Regions from separate parts of the Mus musculus genome. Here region 2 is linked to region 1. A link is a contact called in public Hi-C data. All regions are on one chromosome and are shown on one strand. The core of a region is the stretch at or near the end of the contact, and the rest is flanking DNA. Distances in the headings are between cores, read along the strand shown.

What was found. Hi-C and Micro-C count contacts between places; a contact is called where the count stands out from the background.
Region 2: a contact with region 1 is called in a Hi-C map of nephron progenitors, with 3 times the contacts expected there. The contact joins two enhancer-like sites. A contact is called at or near these places in 1 of 15 datasets of contacts at CTCF or cohesin (CD8 T cells), 20 of 484 Hi-C or Micro-C datasets (the Ba/F3 cell line, CD8 T cells, Sertoli cells and 7 more) and 6 of 115 datasets of contacts at active chromatin or transcription factors (CD8 T cells, T-cell acute lymphoblastic leukemia, astrocytes and 3 more).

Annotation. Positions count from the first base shown.
Region 1 is chr8:34,183,974-34,189,568 of GRCm38.p6, forward strand. No RefSeq gene overlaps it. Among named protein-coding and RNA genes, the nearest start is that of Gm33638, 14 kb to the left of the region's middle. Within about 2 kb of position 2,383, at least 7 of the 459 cell types and tissues checked have an H3K27ac peak or open chromatin away from gene starts, as enhancers often do. A contact at or near this core is called in nephron progenitors, where this site is marked.
Region 2 is chr8:34,396,281-34,401,875 of GRCm38.p6, forward strand. No RefSeq gene overlaps it. Among named protein-coding and RNA genes, the nearest start is that of Gm33831, 12 kb to the left of the region's middle. Within about 2 kb of position 3,326, at least 35 of the 459 cell types and tissues checked have an H3K27ac peak or open chromatin away from gene starts, as enhancers often do. A contact at or near this core is called in nephron progenitors, where this site is marked.

The DNA.
Region 1 (5,595 bases), core at 1,133-3,632:
TTAAAAGGCAACCAAAGGGAACTTAAATTTGTAACTGTGATGGCTGATGGCGTAGGTTTAGCATGAGAAGCACTTTAAGTCTATAGTTAGAAGACAACCGAAGGAAACTTAAAATCTGAACTTGTGATTATAAAAGTGGGTCGTACACTGAACTGTTTTATTAGGGTTGGGCTGATTTATAAGAACTCTATTGATAAATGTTAGGGTTTTGAACTTTTGAAGTCTCAATATAATAGTGGCATAGTAAGGAGAAGAAATATGAAGGAAGCATTTAGTCATTGGAAACTGAGTTAGATAAGGAAGTAGTAGAAGGTTACATCATCTGAACTTGGTTATCCCTTCTTGTGAAGCCTGTGAGCAAGGCAAACCTGTCTGCCTTTTTGATAAGAGATCTGGTAGTCTTACCTAGTTAATGTATTGGCTAATGAGCTAATAAGGTGCTGGATTACCATGCGGTAAGGAGCTAGAGGTCTGTTTTCTAGCTATCAAGCTGCAATTAGCTTAGCTGCCAATGTAATCAGAAATCTGGGAAGAATAAGTTATAATCTAGATGTCATATATAAATTAAAATGACAGAGGTTGGTCTCTAGTCCACTACATACACAGTTCTCCCAGGGCCCTGTGGTCTCCATCACAACTTGGGCAGAGTCAGTAGGGCCATCAGGCCCAGAAGATGAGTGGCTTTTTGTTCCTGTGGGTGAGGAACATGGGAGAGATGACTCACCTTAGGCAATATGAGACCTTTAATTCTCTGGGTGTCCTCTATTTGTCCACAGTTTAGGCTGAGCCCTGGCAGCAGGCAAGACAATGGAGAAGTCTTTCTTAGTAGTTATCATAGCACAATCCAGGTACAGTCCTTTGTCGCTGTGCCCATGTCTTCTTGGAGACCTTTGGGGGGGGGGCAGTCACTGTTAGAATTTGGGAGTTTCTGTCTGTTATCATAAGCTTAAGCATTTAATGTTACATTTAGCAGATTTCTGACAAGATTGAGTGCTAGTATCTATTAAGCATATCTGAATTAGACAGTCTGTGTCTGTTTTTAATTATTTGCTCTAGATTGTATCTAGCAAACAAAGATTATAACATTATAACTTAGTAGCAAAAACAAGGCTGAACATTTCTTTAAGGCAGTGGTCTTTAACTTTTCTGCTGTTGTAAATCTTTACAGTAGTATTAAATTAAATTATTATTTATCAAGGTAGGATAGAAACCACATGAAAATTTTATCTTAGTTGAAAAGTGTCTTTGGAGACTTTAAGCCAGGCTGTTCTCCTAAAGATTTTGTGTAAAGTGGGGACTTCCCATAACAAAGATGGTGAGACTGCTTTCAATCAAGATGGTATTGAAGCTACAGCCAGCCATGTGACTGCCCTTAGCTAAGATGGCATCAAAGCTATCTCTCTCTGCCTGTGGTAGAAAGCCATGTGTTTGTCATACCTTAGAATGGAGAAGAAAAAATGTGTAGCCCAGGTTGGCCTCGAACTCATGATCCCCCTGCCTCTGCCTCCTTCAGCAAATCCTACTGGCGATTTGCAAAACACATGAAACTCAAGAAGAACGAAGATCAAAGTGTGGAGACTTCGACCCTTCTTAGAACCCGGAAGGAGTTACAGAGACAAAGTTTGGAGCTGAGACGAAAGGATGGACCATCCAGAGACTGCCCCACCTGGGGATCCATCCCATAATCAGCCACCAAATGCAGACACTATTGCATACACCAGCAAGATTTTGCTGAAAGGACCCTGATATAGCTGTCGCTTGTAAGGCTGTGCCAGTGCCTGGCAAACACAGAAGTGGATGCTCACAGTCAGCTATTGGATGGAACACAGGGCCTCCAATGGAGGAGCTAGAGAATGTACCCAAGGAGCTAAAGGGGTCTGCAACCCTATAGGTGGAACAACAATATGAACTAACCAGTACCCCAGGAGCTTGTGTCTCTAGCTGCGTATGTAGCAGAAGATGGCCTAGTCGGCCATCATTGGGAAGAGAGGCCCATTGGACTTGCAACTTTATATGCCCCAGTACAGGGGAACGCCAGGGTCAAGAAGTGGGAGTGGGTGAGTAGGGGAGTAGAGATGGGGGAGGGTATAGGAGAATTTCGGGATAGCATTTGAAATGTAAATGAAGAAAACAACTAATAAAAAATTGGAAAGAAAAAAAAAGAATGGGAAGACATTTATTTATCAAAGCGTGGCTATGTGTCAGCAGAGACAAAGAGACAAATAGACATGGTTTGTCTGGTACCCAGGGCCTTATGTGTATGTGAGGAGATCTCCCCCGTCACCAAAGGCAGTCTCTGGTGCCACTGTGTTGGCACAGTGCAGCAGGTCTAAGTGGAGTACAGGGATTTCTTCTCCTGCTACAGCTGGTTTAGAGCTGGTGCAGACCAGATTGGAAAGAAATCTGAGATAAAAATTCCCCAGGAAGTAGAAACGTAAGACTGCCTGCTGGAGCAAACAGCTGGCAGCGGTGGTGGTGGCAGAGTGAGTTAAGTCTGAAACAATATCTGGAGGGTACTGCTCAGAGTCAAAGGCAGGGAGCTGAGAGCAGAGGGTGAGGTAGCTGGATCCAAGGAATAAAGCAGTTGGGAGAGAAGGTGGATTAAAAGCCTGGACATAGAATACCTTCCGTTTTTCTGGATTGCTGGCAAGAAGTAAAAGTGCTTTTTTTTTTTCTTTTTTTTTAAGTGCCATTAAGCAGCCATTTAGAGTTATTATCTAGTGGGTATTGGGGCCAAATTTAGTGTGTGACTTTGGAAGCCTTTAAGACCAGGAGGCGTCTCAGTAGAGCCTGGAAGTAGCTGCTAAGACAGTCCCTTTGAGTGAGAGCAGAAGATATTAAAATTACCCCTCGCCACTTACCGAAGGTAAATTAATAACTCAGAACAAAACGGGCAGCCAGGCTAGATTATCAAGTTGTCACGAGGTGACCTAGGGGCTAAGCTGCGGGGCCAGTGTCCAAGGGGGTCTGGTTTACCTAAGCCTAGGATTTTCCAGCAGCTAGCATGACTATGGTACCTCTATCCCCAAGGACACCAGAGGGTGCCTGTGAGCTCTACAGCCCTTCCTTGGGACCAGGGGCCATTTACACTGACCGATGGGGGAAGCTGACCAATTTGCTGGTGTTTGGATGGAGAGGTCTGGTGATCTGATGGCTGGAAAGTCCATGCGGCAGCGGGAAATGTGAACCTGCGAGTTTGTAAATCTGAGTCAAGACACCAAATGATGTGTTTTATAAAACCCAGGATATGTTTTATAGAGCGCGGAATGGTGCGGTGGGAGGGGATACCTCAGTGGGTCCATGTTGAGGCACCCCTTCCCCGAAGTACCAGCCATACAACAGGTACAGTATAGAATAGAGTTTATTTGGGGGCATGGGAAGGGGAGTTGAGAAGGGAGAAGGGTGTAGAAACAGAAGGGAGGAGGGGGGGGCAAGGGGGGAAGAGGGTGGACAGGAACATTGGGGAGTGGGGAGGGGAAGGGGAGAGAGGGAGAAAAGGGTCTGAGAGGAAAAAGAGTCAGAGAGGGAAGGGAGGCCAAGCAGTCCCTTTTATAGCAAGCCCCGCCTACCTAGCTGTTGCTAGGTAACTGTTGGGTGGAGCCTAGAAGGACTGCTAACTCCTGTAGATCAGGTCTCACTCAGAAAAACTTCTTCCTGCAGATAGAAGCTAATACAGAGACCCACAGCTAGACAATGTGCAGAGAGTGAGAGATCTTGGCATATTCAGTCCTAAATAGGATGTCTTCATCAAACTCCTCCTCTTAGGGCTCAGCGAACTCTGCAGAAGAGGAGGTAAAAGCAGAATAAAAGGCAGACACTAAGGAAACAGTGCCTTCCAGATACAGTAGGACACACATATGAACTCACAAGAGACTGGGCCAGGCATGCGCAGAGCCTGCACAGATCAGACATCTGCCTAAGACAGATGGGGTCTTAGCACGGAGAGGGGAACTGGATAAGAGACTCCCATCCCTAACCCAGAAGCTATGTCCAATTGGCAACCTCTTGAGAAGAAGAACTAGTGTTTGCTGACGGCCTCTCACGGAGTGTAGAAACCACACTAAAGTGCTGGTCCCGTGCCCGGCTGTAGACGGCTAACACAGAACGAACTCAGTGGTCTCTCTGCAGATGTTTTGGAGAGATCACATAGTGCTTAGTTTGGACCTATGTTACCCTCCTGGTCTTGTGCTTATATATTATGGTTTCTGATTTTTGTGGTTTTATGAGTTTCATGTGTATAAGTTTGTGTAAGCTTCTCTGTGTGTACAGTGTATATGGTTTTTTGGGCTCTCTTTCTGTTTGTTTTCTTTTAGTCTGGATATATATATGTTTGTTTTCTAAAAAGAGAGAAAGAAGTCATGGAGTTGGATGGATGGGGAGGTGGGGTGGGAGGATCTGGGAGGAGATGAAGGGAAGGAAGCCATGAGAAAATACTGTATAAAAACCATACTTTCAATTAAATAAAAAAGAAGGGAAAAGTATATCACATATTTTGACCATATTCTCCTTCTCCAGCCTTCATCTTTCTCCTCCCTGACCCTCCCTTGTTCCCATTACTTTCCTTCTTTCCTCGAGGCTCCGGAAGGATGAAACTTTGTTAAAAGAAACTCAGTCTCTGGAGAAAGACAACTTCCAAGTGTTAAATCTGTGTTTTTTTTTTTTTTTTTTTTTAAAAGTCCACTAGCTAGGCATTTCCTCAGTGTGATACATGTTCAATTACTCGTTTTTTAGCATTGCCTAATTTAGATAAGGTTTTACCAGAAAGCCACGGAAAAGCTATGATTTCAGCATTTCAAATGGCCTGTGCCTCTGTAGCGGAAGTATCCCATTTCGCAAGTGATCATTAAGGACAGGAACAGGGTGAATTTGTTAGTCAGTCACCGAGCTCCTCATTAGTGAGCTAGCTAGTAAGGTGGCCTGCTGAGTGATTAGGAGGAAAGATGGAGAGAGGAATTGCATACTTCCAGATCCGATCTTGTTAATACTGGATAGCTGATTAATAACTGCGGAGAAAAGAAAGGTCCTTCTGGATGGCCCACAGGGAGCAATACCTAATTAGAGGAAGCTTCCCCTGCCAAACACAGCTGCTGCCTACGGGTTGATGCATAACCTTGTGACATCGCGCTTGGAACTGAGCCTAACTCTTGCCCCTTTCTCCCGGAGTGTGCCGGTATGATTCACCGATGGGAAGAGCGGTTCTCTGGAGGTGAGCCCTCCTACGCGTGAGCCTCAGATCCCGATGGACTCGTTTTGAATTCACCCTCCCTTGGAGATTGTCAATTAGGTAATCTCTCCTACTCAGGTTTATGATTAAGGTGAATTAGAAAATTAGTGGCACTTAAACTGGTTATGAGAGATGCCTGAGCTTGGGTGGGCCTGACAAGGCATAACTACGCTCTGCAGCACTTCATATGAGCCTTGAACCTTGTCTCCCCCAGCTTCTTGGCTGGGCAGAATTTCATTCCTGTTAATGCTGTCATTGATAGAGCAGCTAATTGTTAACTCAAAGGACAAGGAGGGGGAGAAGTCTCCAAACTTATCCGAACTTTGGGATGATAATCAGGCATGCCTTTCTTTCAAATTCTTTCTCAATAA
Region 2 (5,595 bases), core at 2,076-4,575, 210 kb after region 1:
TTCAGGGAAAAGCTGCATGTGTATTTGAACACGTGTAGACTATGTGGTCCCTCTTCTCTGTTCTCTGAGCAGTGCAGCACACCTAATCTTTACATTGCATCAATTGGACCCATAATCTAGAAATGAGTTTTGAAGATTTGAGTAGGCTGCATGCATATGTTATACCATTTTTATAGGGAATCTGAATATCTGCCGTTCCAAGGGCTATGCTAGGATCCATCCCCCAGTGTCACCAAGGTGTGGCAGTACTGTCCTTCTGAACCAATTTTCCTGTAGTAAATAATTGCCTTGGGTATTACACGTGTGTAAGTCTGTGTATGCAACATTCAACATATTATAAGCCAGGGAAAAATTATATTACTACCCTGCCAAAGGTTTCATGAGTCCAAACCAGTTTATAAGCTTTGTAAATCTGGCTGGGAGTTGGTCTTAATTCATATGTTATTCTGTTTAATGTTGAAATTATTATTTTTTTCTATTATTTCTATTAGTTTTTAAGGGACCTCTAGCAGCTCCTAAAACTTTCCAGGGTAAGACTTATCTGTGAAAATACTTATGGAGAAATATATCTCGTACAGTCCAAAACCAGATGTCCCTGACACATCCCTCTCCCATGCTCAACTCATCTCTTCATTCACAGTCAGAGCTAACCTGAAAATTAAGCTCTTGTATACACCACAGTGGAAGGACCTGCTGCCATTGTGGAGGGCTGTCAGGCTTTGGCTCTGAGAGTGAAATGGCTTGTGCCGCTACCTTAACCTCTGTATTCTGTCTGCAGTGGACAAGAGTGCTTTCAGAACAGGATCATTTGGTGCCTTTCCCACCATCATTTCCAACCAAGGCCTAGCATTATAGGAAGCAGCATCCTGGAGAAATTTAACAGAATCCTAAGGACAGGAACCCAAGCCATAGGCAAGAAAAAAATACAAAAAACCTAAACCTTCGAGGTCCCTGTTTTTGCTATTGGGGTCTTTCTTCTCACTTCCAAACCACCATGTCTATAGGGAGCCAGAGACACTCTTCCTCCTCCTCTTCTTTGAAATTGTAAAATAAGAAGATATATTATAGATGGGTATTTTGCCTGCTCGTATATCTGTGCACTATGTGCATGCAGTGCCCACAGAGTCCAGAAGAGGGCGTTGTATCTTTCTGGACCTGAAATTAAAGATGGTTGTGAGCTGCCTCGTGGGTGCTGGGATTTGAACTGTGTTCTCTGCCAGAGTGGCCTGTGCTCTTTATTGTTGAGCCATCAGCTCTCCAGTCCCAGTAATGTCCTTGTTTTCAAATAGCGAGGTTGTTTCTTTCCCTACTAAGATAAGCGACCCAGATTTCAAAACTGACTTCTGACTGTGCTTTCACTTTGCCCCTAAGGACTCTCCCTCCCTTCTTAGAGTCTGGGGTGTGTGTGTGTGTGTGTGTGCGCGCGCGCGCGCACGTCCCTGATGAAACTCCTAGCCTTCTGCTAGAGCCCAGAACGGAACACAATACTTCCCAGGGTAACTGGCAGAGGAAAGATTTGATGAACCCGCTTCTCCCTGGGCAGTGCCATGGTTATCTGGGAAAGAGAAGGTTCACAAGCACCTTGTCAAAGAGCCCCTTACTATCCTTTGTCCTTTGCAGAACTGCATCTCAGTGTTCAGTTGCCAGCATGAATGGCTGTGGTTACAGGAGCGAGAGGCGGTGGGAGGAGGGTGTTTAGCCGCTTCTGGTCCCAGCGCCCCCCCCCCCCCCCCGCAGCGGTGTGAGAGGTTTTTGACTCTGCACGTGCTGAGAGCTTTTATCTCTAGAAGCCACTTGAGGTTGTTCAGGAGGCTTGATTAGAGAAAGGTGAACGGTTGCCAAGGCAACCTCCCTTTGATTCATTCATAGAATGGGAATTGAAATATTTAAGAGAGAGCCGAAAATAATGGCCACATGAGAGCAACCCACACATATCCTGCTCAGGAAACGTGGGCCGTTGAGACAAAGAACACAGAGGTTTGAATGTGTACAATCAGGCTTACCTGGTGTCTGCATTTTCCGTGAGTAACCCCAAGCCCCCACACCCCATTTCATACATACACACATGCATCAGCCTGGCATAGGGAATATTTTAGCGTGTCAACTTACTCTTTAGTGCCACAAGTCACAGCTTTGCTATGACAGTTGGCATGAAAATGTAAGTTTTCTCTCTGTGAATATGTCACCTGGCTTTCTACCAGATCTTTAAGATTTATTTATTTTTATTTGATGCATATGTGTAAATGCCTGCATGTTTATATGTGTGTAGCACATGTGTGCAGGTGCCTGTGGAGCCCAGACACTGTCAGATCTCCTGGAACTGCAATTAACGGCCATTGTGAGTTGCTTGGTGGGAATGCTGGGAACTGAACTCAGGTCCTCTGCAGAGGCGGCAACTGCTCCCACTGAGCTGTCTTTTCAACCCTATTTTCTAGACTTTATTTGCCTCTGGTACAGTTCTACCTGCGCTCTGCAACCTACATCTTGCTTATTTATGCATTTAGCCATCCACTCAACAAGCACTGATCTCCTGTGTGCCAGGCTAATGCACACATACAGCTTGTGTTGGACTTTTGTTTACTGTTGGATGCAGTTCTGGTATTGAGTGCTCCCTGCACAGGCAGGAGAAATGGGTTTTGGGGGCAAGGGTGGGGGAACCCCTCCGGAGCAACCTTTACCCAGGCCGATCAATAGAGCTCAGACTCTTTTTTTTTTTTTTTCTCTCATGAAACACCTCTCACACCACTGCCATTTCAGGCCAGAGCTTCTTTCCCAAGCAGAGCCTTTGCCTGCTAGTCACTGACCCTTGAAACAGCCCTCCTTGTGCATCACTGGCTCCCAGCACTAACCCAGCTCATCCACCCTTGAAGTCCCGATCCACACGCTGTTCTTAGACACAGCAGTTTAGCTCTAAGCCACTCAGCTTGACTTACAAAGTCTATAAAATCGTATATAATGTTCCAGTGAAAACCCCTGATGTTATTCTTTGATTTCAGCTGCTGTTCCCAACAGCCTTATTTTCTCAGAGTGTGAAAACTGACCCTGGTTATTCCTCCTGATTCATGGTTGCACAAACCACCCTACTTATCATGGCTGGTTTTCCCCCTTTGCTGGCCTAGAGCCATCACCTCGTTGTTACCCATCCCTCAAGACCTCCGAGCGAACCTCTCACTAATTATTTTTCAGTATTCACCATCCTCTTCTCCATAGGCATAGTAGTTTTTCTGGAACTGTGGCTTCCAGGACAAAGATCACACATCCCCGTTGTTCACTCCTTGCTCCTTTGTATGGCTGGGTTGTGAGCGGAGTGTGCGCTTTCTGAGCTACGTGGAGGTGTAATTATACACAGATGGCAGGCCACAAAGAGGGAAGGAGTCTTGTTTGCCAACAGCATGGGGCTAGAAATTTATAGGTAAGGGATTAGAGAAATCACTTGCTGGCTTGCCTAAGCCTTGGGAACATGTGTTTCGGTTGTGACAGATTTGTAGACGAATCTACACATATTCAAGAAGATATCCTGGGGATTTTCTCCTTTAAACTCTCATCGTGGCCATGAAAGTCTGGGGTGTATTGATTTTTTTCCCCTTAGCTGTAGCCTTATTCATTTTCCATCACGAGCAAGGAAGACAGGGACCTTATCACTAGACCTTAGGGCAGGGGTTCTCAACCTGTGGTGCTCTACCCCCTTGGGAGTTTAAACAACTCTTTTACAGGAGGTTGCATATCAGATATTTACATTGCAGTTCATAGCAGTAGAAAAATTACAGTTGTGAAGTAGCAACAAAAATAATTTTATGATTAGGCAGAACGTCACCACAACATGAAGAACTGTACTAAAGGATCATAGCATTAAGAAGGTTGAGAACCACTGCCTTAGGGTATAATTTTTAAATCCAATAATATATTCTTGCACAGAAAAAAACAAAAACAAAACCCTAGTTACAAGTTAGAAGACCTGGGTTCTAGTGTTTCTTCATATTGACTGCATGCCTGGAGAGTACCTTTGAGACTTTCTAGGACTTGGTGTTTTGAACTGCTTGTAGGAATGTAAATTGTATCTCGGATGAGACAGTTGGTGTGTGAATGTTTTGTTAACTGCAGAGTAATGCATATTGCTTACACAGTTCCACTTCAACATCCATTATCACACTTTTTTACATTGTCATATACAAATGACCAACGATATCAGAAGGTTGCTGTCTAACCGTCCCCACTAGTCATTGACCAAATGACCCAGTGGTGAGTTACTAATTATTCAAATGAATGGAACACTTTCTGGATAGGAATACTTTTTACATATGTGTGCATGGCAGGGCGAGGTCCAGTCCATGCTTGCTCTTTGGTTGGTGGTTCAGATCCTGAGAGCCCCCAAGGGTCCAGGTTAGTTGACTCTGTTGGTCTTCCTGTCGAGTCCCGGTCCTCTCCCCCTATCCCCTCTCCCACGCAGATCCCTCCCTCCCTCCACCTCCAATGACTATTTTATTTCCCCTTCTGAGAAAGCCCCCCCCCACAAGCATATATAGCAGATGTGCAGCTTGGTCCTTCATGTGGGTCCCCCATATGAAGCAGAGGTTGTCCTTGAATTTGTCCTCTGCTTGGGGATCCTGTTCCTCTAACTGGGCCACCTTGCATGGCATCAGTGAGAGAGGTTGTTGCCTAGTCCAGCAGTGGCTGGTGTGCTGGTGTGTGTGTGTGTGTGTGTGTGTGTGTGTGTGTATGTGTGTGTGTGTGTGTGTTGTGATGGGGGGTCTCCCCCTTCTCAGAGAAGAAGAGGAGGGCAGAACAGGGGGAAGAGCTTTGAGGAGGGGAATTGGAAGGAGAGGGGCTGATATTGAGATATAAAGTAAGTAAATAAATAAAGTTTTTTTTAAAAAAGAGAAAATATTTTTTAACCTTAGCAGCATAGAAAGTGCTAACTTTTCTCAGCACCGGTGGAAAAAGGAACAAAATTAGAGACCCAGTATTGGCTGTGGAAAAACTCTTTGGAGAGTCCCTACATCATGTCAAAATGTATCTAGTTTAGTCATGTGGACATTTAGAGCCTGGGCTGTGACCTTGTAGAGAACACACGTCCTTGCACGTCCAGCTTCCGTGTACTAAGTCCCTTAAACCTTTTCTCCCTCCACTGAAATAGGCAGGCATCTACCTCGGGTGACCCTATGCGAGGTTGGGATGACTGCTCTGCTTTCTAGTCCATCTTCAGCACTCGTCTCTGGAGAACTGGGCTTCTAATGGCCTTTCTCAATAATTAGAAATTTAATTAACATCTCTGCTTTGATCAGAGTTCTCTTTCTCATTACCTTGTGCTCAGCCTGTTCCTGAGTCAAGAGCTATTCCTGGGCCGTCCCATCTCAGCTATTAAGTACTGTTTATGCTTAATTTAGTCCTGCACAGCTGTACAGACAGCCACCAATGGCTCCCCATTGACCACTGAATTAAGTGCCAACTCTTTAGCTTGGTGTCAAGGGGCTTCCTTCAAAGAGCCCAGACTCGCTTCTGATCTCTCCTCAGCTCTTCTCAATCTCAGCTCAGAACTGCAGTTTCTCAGCAGCTCCTTCTTATTCTGCCTTGTGACTTTGGCTTCTATCTCCTTCT